Linked DNA regions of Sus scrofa: all the other regions are linked to region 2. Evidence: chromatin contacts called from public HiChIP or PLAC-seq data. All regions are on one chromosome and are shown on one strand. The core of a region is the stretch at or near the end of the contact, and the rest is flanking DNA. Distances in the headings are between cores, read along the strand shown.

Evidence for each region. HiChIP or PLAC-seq counts read pairs in DNA pulled down with a chosen protein or histone mark.
Region 1: an H3K27ac HiChIP or PLAC-seq map of alveolar macrophages shows a contact between it and region 2. The contact joins two enhancer-like sites. A contact is called at or near these places in 2 of 2 datasets of contacts at active chromatin or transcription factors (alveolar macrophages and skeletal muscle).
Region 3: an H3K27ac HiChIP or PLAC-seq map of alveolar macrophages shows a contact between it and region 2. The contact joins two enhancer-like sites. A contact is called at or near these places in 2 of 2 datasets of contacts at active chromatin or transcription factors (alveolar macrophages and skeletal muscle).

Annotation. Positions count from the first base shown.
Region 1 is chr13:198,988,226-198,991,157 of Sscrofa11.1, reverse strand. No RefSeq gene overlaps it. Among named protein-coding and RNA genes, the nearest start is that of RUNX1, 350 kb to the right of the region's middle. Within about 2 kb of position 1,252, at least 3 of the 83 cell types and tissues checked have an H3K27ac peak or open chromatin away from gene starts, as enhancers often do. A contact at or near this core is called in alveolar macrophages, where this site is marked.
Region 2 is chr13:198,825,910-198,828,963 of Sscrofa11.1, reverse strand. All of the region lies in intron 1 of LOC106505851 (a long non-coding RNA gene), which reads right to left. Among named protein-coding and RNA genes, the nearest start is that of RUNX1, 190 kb to the right of the region's middle. Within about 2 kb of position 1,658, at least 2 of the 83 cell types and tissues checked have an H3K27ac peak or open chromatin away from gene starts, as enhancers often do. A contact at or near this core is called in alveolar macrophages, where this site is marked.
Region 3 is chr13:198,687,530-198,690,551 of Sscrofa11.1, reverse strand. No RefSeq gene overlaps it. Among named protein-coding and RNA genes, the nearest start is that of RUNX1, 54 kb to the right of the region's middle. Within about 2 kb of position 1,366, at least 8 of the 83 cell types and tissues checked have an H3K27ac peak or open chromatin away from gene starts, as enhancers often do. A contact at or near this core is called in alveolar macrophages, where this site is marked.

The sequences.
Region 1 (2,932 bases), core at 3-2,502, 160 kb before region 2:
TAGGTGGCAGAACAGTCTTTCCTACACACCACAGGGAAAATGCATAGAGAAATCACCATCACTCAGTTTTGATCATTGGTCTCAAACAATTCAACAACTAGGAACTTTAGAATTTTTATATATTTTACACATTTATGTATATTAATGCTGAATCTTGGGTAAAATGTTTTGAGTTAAGATTTCAAGCCCTAGAAAAATTAGCCAAAATATTTATAGACCCTCTTTACTTAAACCTTATCTTCTTGTGGCTAGAATTTTTTTTTTTCTCACTTTATGGAGTATTTCCTTTTTTTTTTTTTAAGTATGTAGAAACAAAGGTGAAAACAATTCTAATTTTAGGCCATTTAAAATGATTATTCTCTGCTAATTAGAAGGTAGGATATACAAGGAGGGTTCCTCTCTGTGATTTCAAAAAGTCAAGCACCTAATAAAATATTCACAGATGCACTAGAATCTTGGAATTGGGGAGATGACAGAGAGACCCGATTTTTACAAAATTAAAATTTTTTTTCTTGAAAAGGAAGTTAAGATACTGGCTTAGAATCCTCTCTAATGTTGTTCTAACTATGTGTTTTTGCTAATTTTTGTTTGTTTGTTTTTGCTTTGCTTTCCTGCATTATTAGAATGTCAGGATTTATAGCTAATTTAGGGATACCCAAATGGGAAGATTTTAGAAACAGTCACAGATGTCCTGGTGGCTGTTGCAAATCAGGGATTACCATATCTCTAATATAAAATGGTCTCTGGGGATTTCTCTGCCTTGGTCACACTTATGCGGTTTCTTTGAATCTCATCTTTGCTTCTATTTCCCTGTGATCAGGACCTGGATGAGGATGGGTGAATGAGGCATGGCCTCAACCACATCACTGAAGGGGACACAAAAACCTTAATCATCATGAACAATCACTTTAATACAATATTTTTAAAATTCAAAATACAGAAAAATCCCAATGAACAAGATATCAAAAATCTAAATAACAATAAGATCAGTAACAGTGTTATGCTGAGCCCTGCTCGAACCTGAGGCAAAAGGAAAAATCAGGGACCCTGAGCATGTTTTTATTTAAAGTTTTGGTATTTCGTTCATCTTGAGTTTTGGCATTGATTTTGACCTTTTAAAATTTGAAATATTACTTATCATGTCCCTACCTTTTTTTGGTTCTTCCCTAAATGTTATGCTTCAGGCTAATGCCTCGCTCTCCTCACCCTGCTCTGAGGTCACTTGTCCTGGGGGTTTGCTTATGCTTACGCCCTGTAAAATGTCTAAAGTCCCTTCTCAAGGAGAGGTTCTTGGCCCCTCTAGGGCTGTTTGTCATCCAAGGGAAAAACAGGCCTGAAACCCAGAGAGAGAATAAGGATGTTGGCAACTTGCTGATGTTCCCCAGAGTGACCTCACTTTTGAAAAAAAAAAAAAAGTATCATATTCTTAAACCATTTCTTTTGGTTCTTCTTTTTTTCTCTTCCTGGCTTTGCTTGTGGCCCATGCACACCCTTTATGCTCTGGATAGCCAAAGGTCCAGATGTTTCTGAACTTCCTCAGATATTTCTGAAAGCAACTCTGTTTCAGAAGTTGTCAGAGCCCAGGTGGCTACTTCTTTACTCAGATCTCTAATTCAAGAAATTGCCATGAACAGGGGCTTTTAATTTGAACCCATCTGAGTATCTCAGTAAAAGTCAAACTGAATCCAAACCTCCTTACGAGTCCCTCGGAATTATAGCTGAGTGGGACTGGAGACAGTCTGGATTGCTAGTAGCACCTTTTGCCACAAGGAACAACCTTGCTTCTGGAGTTTCATCCTATTTTCTGCTCTCAATACCTGTAGAGACAGTTTTCTCACAGTACATAAACCTCTAATCAAGTGACTCTCTTCCTTACCAATTCCTTTAAAGTTATTATCCAGTCCATTCTCAGATGGCTATGAACCAGCTCAACACTTCTATGGAATTTGCTTTGAAGTTTTCCACAGGAAACATTTTTTTCTATGAATGGAGATGAGCATCTTTTACAGGGCTAGGTGAAACTTGTTCTGTTCTACTCACTTTTCCTCTTTCTCCACCTATCACAAAGTACTTGCCTTCGAGTCTGACTTATAAAAAACAAACTTACAGTTAGAAGAGGGGAGAGAGACAGAGAGATAAATTCATAGTTTGGGAATAAATAGACACATTACTATATATAAAATAGATAACCAACAAGGACCTACCATGTAGCACAGGAAACTCTACTCAATATTCTATAACAGTCTATAAGGTAAAATAATCTTAAAAATATCACATATATATATATGTATATTATGAATCAATTTGCTGTACACCTGAAACTAACACAATATTGTAAATCTACTATATATATATATAGTTTCTTTATATATAATAAAGGAAGAACAAGGAAGGAAAAAGTCATGACAGCAGATTGGAAGAGTACAAGTTCAAGGCCCAGTGTCCTTAGAAAGGCAGAATAAGGAGACAAAATTAACATCAGTTAGAAAAAGCACAAGTCCTTTTAGGAATATTCTGTGAATGGATAATTTAAGTCTCACTTGGGTCAGTGGCATCAACATGTGTTTGTTTATTGGATCACAAAACAATAAATATTTAGGATGTGGACTAAAAAAGAAAAATACTTTAGAAAGATGTAAATTAAAACATTCAAAGAAAAAAGATTAGAGTCAGACTTTATAAAATTTTACATTAAAACACACTAAAGAAGAGATTTTCTGCTTAGAATAGCAGGTTAGTCAAACATTGTTTTAGCTATAACTCTTTCTCTGAAAATTTTAGACACAGAAGATGTAATTTTTAATATGTCAATTCCCTATTAGTTTGCTATTTTTGAAAAAATAACACAATTTTTTAACTTTTATGCTATTTTGCAATTTATGGTTGTTTCTTTTCCCCATCACTAAGCAATTCTGGACAATTAGAGCAAAAC
Region 2 (3,054 bases), core at 409-2,908:
AAAAAATAATCCTGTTTGGGAACCAACCACCCTATATCCCAGAGCTAGCTAGGGGCCATTTGGATAGCTGCTGGACCTTGGGCAAGCCACAGACCTTCTCTGAGGCTTAGATTATTTAACTAAATGAAAGGACTCACAGTAGATAATCTCAAATCCACTTCTAGAATGTATGGCGGAAATTATCTTAGAAGATAAACACACTAATGGACTTAAAAACAGAATTTTTTTTCTCACCCACTGTCTGTAATAAGCTTCTCTCATATCATGGCTAGATTATCATACACCCTTTTCCTATTATTGAACTCATATGAGTTCAGACTGTATAAACTCAAAGTGTTCTTTTTTTCCATAGAATCCCTAATGTGATAATCTTGACACTGTGCCATATCTACTTGAGCCAGTTGAGGACATCTCAGGTTATTCCTCATCTGGATCACCAGAATGTTATGTTTTATCTTCAGACCTTTGCATATGCTACCCATCGCCCATCCTCTGCTCTAGCCTAGAAAACTCTTTCTCTCCTATTTTGCCCCCTTTCTAGAAGCTCTCCCCACCCTCCAGCACCCCATTCTGGCCTCCCTAATCAGGCCCCATTTTATTCTCCAAGTTACAGCTTAGATTCCCTTCCTCCAAGGAACCAGGATTGGGTTACCTTTATGGCTGTCCTACTGACCTGTATTTGGAATGTGATACACACACACTTGCATCTTACTGTTCTGTTACTTACTGTCTGTATGGCCTTGTGCAAGTGTTTTTGCTGAACCCCAGATTCTTAATTCTTAGAAATAAATAAAACTTTCTCATTGGGCTGTCACTAGGATGAAATAAGAAAGTACCTAACACCCAGTTCAGTGGTTGTAAATGATGGCTTTCATCCACCACAGCTAATTGGTCATCATTATTGCACAGTCCTTAAATGTTAAAAATCTAAAGTAGAGTTTTGGAAGTCATGGATCATAGTCAAATCATGGTTGAAGCCTTGGGCATGACATGGGTTGAAAAGGTGCTCCATATGCTTTGTGTCCAGATAACTCTCTCATGCATCAAAATCAACTGGAGGGTCACCTGTCCCCTTTTCCCATCCCCAAGAGTCAGTCAGCTGGCCTGCAGCAAAAGATGGCCTTTGATATCTATAAAGGCTCTCAGAGGAGCAGCAAATTTGGGATCCACTGCTTAGGATGATCCACAAGTGCAGAGTACAGGGAACATGCTTTGATGGAAGCCTGATTTGCATCTTAGAATGTGTATCTATCCCTTTATTTAGAAGTGGATCATAGTGGTACTTTACAAAAAGTTAGGATGTGGAGGTGCAGACAGACCAAAACCTTGACCAACTTTCTTTTACATTGCATAGCTGGGACCTCCACCTCATAAAATATGGGAAAAATTAATTTGATCAGAAATGTTTTAATGGTAAAATCTTTCAAGTGGCTATCTCAACCATAAAAGTGACCAATATGAGGCTGAACACTCCTTTGAAAAGAAATCAGCTATAAATAATAAACTTCTGTAACTGAAAGATTTGAGTGATTGATTAAGCTTACTTAGTTTCAGTTTCCATTCAAGGCTGAAAATTGTTAACTCAACACAATGGCTTTTTGTTTTGGCATGATTGACGCTGAGCTCATATTTCTCAGCATAATTATATTACCCAACAGGTTCATCCACTTCCTAGTGATGGCTCCAGTTCTTCATAAGACAGCTGAGACCTCAATTTAGTGGAGAGTAGGTGTCTTCTTCTTTGTTATAAGTCTCACAGCTGGGTCAAATTTGTTAAATATGTTTGATTTGCCTATGGTACATGACTTAATATGAGAACTTAATCTGTCCAATCCACTGTGAATTTGGCAACAGTAGTAAGACACTTTTAGGACAACTTTAGAAGTCTTGGATGATTATCACATTTATATCAAATAAACCAAAGTGTTAAGAGCTAGTGGGAGGGAATGAATACTGAATAAGTCAAGCTTCATTCTCTATTTTGTTCATAAATATTAAACGCAAATTTGTCACAATCAGCAATTGAATAAAATCTCATTCTAACATAAAATTTTTATTCCCCAAATTCACTATTCAAGTTATGTATATCATCACAAAGTAGGGTTATATAGGTAAAGACCAGACATAAGACCTAAAAAATCAATATAGATCCCAAATTACACAATAGAAAATTAGACTTAATTTACATTTTCAGGAAATTATGTCCAAAAATATCAGAACATACATTATTTTCAAGTGCACATGGAACATTCTCAAGGATTGACCACATACTGGGGCACAAAACCAACCTCAACAAATTTAAAATTATAGAAATTATTTCAAGTATCTTCTCTGACTGCAATGGCATGAAAGTAGAAATCAACCACAGGAAAAGAAATGATAAAAAATACTTACTACATGGAGACTGAAAAACATGCTACTAAAAAACCAATTGGTCAATAAGGAAATCAAGAAGGAAATTAAAAAATACCTTGAGACAAATGATAATGAAGACACAACCACTCAAAATCTACGGGATGCTGAAAAAGCAGTGCTCAGAGGGAAATTCATAGCAATACAGGCTTCCCTCAAAAGAGAAGAAAAATCTTAAATCAACAACTTAACCCGTCACCTAAATGAATTAGAAAAAAAAAAGATCAAACAAAACCTAAAGTCAGCAGAAGGAAGGAAATCATAAACATCAGAGAGGAAATCAATAAAATAGAGATTTAACAAACAGAAAAAAATCAATAAAACCAAGAGCTGGTTCTTTGAAAAGGTAAACAAAATTGAGAAACCTCTGGTCAGACTCACAAAGAAGAGGAGAGAAAAAACCCAAATAAACAAAATAAGAAATGAAAAAGGAGAAATTAGAGTTCCTGTTGTGGCATAGTGGAAATGAATCTGACTAGGAACCATGAGTTGTGGGTTCAATCCCTGACCTCACTCAGTGGGTTAAGAATCCAGCATTGCCATGACCTGTGGTGTAGGTCACAGACACAGCTCAGATCTGACATTACTGTGGCTGTGGTGTAGGCTGGAAGCTATAGCTCCAATTAGATCCCTAGCCTAGGA
Region 3 (3,022 bases), core at 117-2,616, 140 kb after region 2:
GTAGTCTCTGCCTGGGCAGCCACGATTCCAGCTAACTCTACCATTGAAGGCCAAGAGAGAGACTGGATGCTGGTGGATGACCAGTAGTCTCTGCCATGGCTGTACATAGAGCCAATTTTTGTTTGTGTTTGGGTGAATATTGGATTAATATTTGTATCCCTCACTAGACAGCAGGGTCCAAGGGGCCAGGGAAACTTGGAGAAGGTCTCACAATTTTTTCCTCCTTATTTGGCATGCTGCTTGGCACATCGTAGGTGCTTCATAAATGCTTGTTGAATGAATGGTAACTTCTACTACTGCTGCTGCCGCTAGAAAAATACAACTCCAATTATTGTCAGAGATTTGGTTTTCTACATTATAAATTATTATACTGAAATATGAATTCGTGGCTAGAAATTATGTCTTATGAAGATAATCCAAAAGAGTTCAAGTAATAAGAAAAAACTTTGTTCCATAAAAAACAATAGAAAATTAAAACTTTAGGAGTTCCCGTCGTGGCTCAGTGGTTAACGAATCCGACTGGGACCATGAGGTTGTGGATTTGATCCCTGGCCTCGCTCATTGCGTTAAGGATCTGGTGTTGCCGTGAGCTGTGGTGTAGGTTGCAGACGTGGCTCGTATCCTGCATTGCTGTGGCTTTGGCTTAGGCCGGCGGCTACAGCTCCGATGACCCCTAGCCTGAGAACCTCCATATGCTGTGGGTGCGGCCCTAGAAAAGGCAAAAAGCCAAAAAAAAAAAAAAAAAAAGGAAAAAGAAAATTAAAATTTTAAAAGTGAAAATTTATAAAATAATAAGAAGAATAATCAAGGCTTTGTTTTGCAAAAAGAGTAAAATTAAATAAATACCAGGGAAATTTATGTGGAAACAAAGAAAATAATACTCCCAGGTGGTGTCAAGTAATTCAGTCAAGAATAACTTGCTGGAAACTTAGAATTAGTGCTTATGTCCCACATACCAAATTGGTAGGCATAAAATATAATTAACAAATAAAGCCATAGAATGGATTTTAACATGGGAAGACAAGCACCACTCCTTGCCATCACCAGAAGGTAAAGAAGCAGCTGGCTGAGGACACCGCAGTCTAGGAAATGTCTCATGTACACCTGGGGTGAAATATGTGACTGGGATGATGGGATTGTGCGGGAGAGAGTCTGGCCGAAGATTAAAAGAAAGAGGCAGAAGTGAGACCACCCATCCCGAAGGCGGAAGTGATGATGTTTTGCAGGCACGGATCGAATGCAGACACAGATGCAGCGAGAGGAGCTGGGTGATGGCGGAGGAAGGGGCGGGGTGGGGGGAGCCATAGGGACATCTGCTAGAAATTGACTTGCCAAAAGAGGAAGCGATGAAGAACCGCTTCTCTGGATCTATTCTAACCAACAAGGAAGTGGCCGGGGCCCTGAGGGGAGAAAAGCAGGTTACTGCAGAGACAGCCAGTGATGGGGGGAGCTGGGTCTTGTCAGATGGATGGCCTGGCTTTGAGAAGACAGAGTTCTAAAAGCTGAGAAAAAGACCAGTGGGGTTCTAAGACTTGAATTAGCAGGTTGCTCCAAAAGGAACAAGAGCTCTCGTTAATAGCATGATCCTGCCTGGGAAGAAAATGGGGAAGTAGCTAAAGAGGTGGCCAAGCAGGAAATTCTTTGTAAAGTCAGATGTAAAAACACTTGTACAAAAAAAAAGGAAGAAAGATGAATATAAACGAATGTAAGAAATAGCGTCAGGAAGCCTTGTGCTTTGAAGAGGCTTGAAAAACACGCTAAGGCCTAAAACGAGAGTCAAGGGAAAGAACAAGGAGAGGATAAACCTTCTGTAACAGCAGCTGGTACATGGTATAAACAAACAGAGAGGAAGGATAACAACTCAGTTCAGTTCAACTAAACAAGGATTTACTGTCTTCTGTGTAAAAAGCCACTACCAGCAGCTCACAGGCCAGAGAAAGAAAGTATGCAAAGAACTAAATTATGTCTCAGGATGCTACATGTCTATAGTGTTCAGGGCTCAAGTTCAGAGCCCCGATAAGAGTGGAGGCTCCAAGGATAAGAGCGGAGATGCAGGTTCTGAAGGATGCTAATAGGGGCTATGGACTGGGAAATGCTAATACTTTCAGGGAAAGCAGAGAATAAGGAAACTGCAGAGGAGAGTGAGAAAAAATAGACAGGAATATAGGGAGAGCCTGGAGGCAACTATCCTAGCAATCTGGGCTGGAAAGAATTTTCAATTTAAAGTCCGTATGGAGCTTGAATTATATGAACTGGTCATGCATGCTGATAGCAAATCCCTAGTGATTTAGGGATGCTTTTGGTAGAGTGGTAGGACAGAAACAAGGTGCATAAGAGGCCTATAAGATGAAGCAACCGAGGCCATTATTTCCCAAAGTTTCCCTGTTATGGGAGTAAAATAAAAGATGGACACTCTAGGAAGACTTAAGATCAAAGATGAATTTTGTGCTTTGTTCTTATTTAAAAATGTCTGTCTGTTTATACATGGGGGAATACTTAAGCATAACTGTATGTTTAGAGGAAAGAGAAAGTAGAACAGAAGTCTCTAGAAATTAAAGATAGCGAGGAGGTGATTGATAAGGGAAGACCCTGGAGGAAGCAGATAGGGGTAGGAGTTGAAGGCTATGTGAGGACATTAACTGCAAGAAAGGGATGTCAACTTCTCAATGGAAATTTCAGGGCCCTGAAAATAGATCAACCTATAATCTCTATTTCTTGGAGAATTAAGAAAGATTGAGTCCTCCAAGAGGGAGGGTATCTGAAGCCTGGAGAGAAGTAGCAATTTCCATTCCATTAAGGGAACAAAAGAGAGAGCTGTCACAAGATTTGTAGAAAGAGAATTGGATAGAGTTGAGATCCCAGCTCAAGCTAAAGGTTATGGATGTGTAGGACCCCAATCTACATGGTGTCTAAGTTTTCCCAGTAGTCCAGGTGCAGAAAAGCTGGATGGTTATATTGATCCAGGGATGAGGCTCACCAGTAGGTATGGTGGAAGGACAAGAATGCCTGGGTATGGAAGATG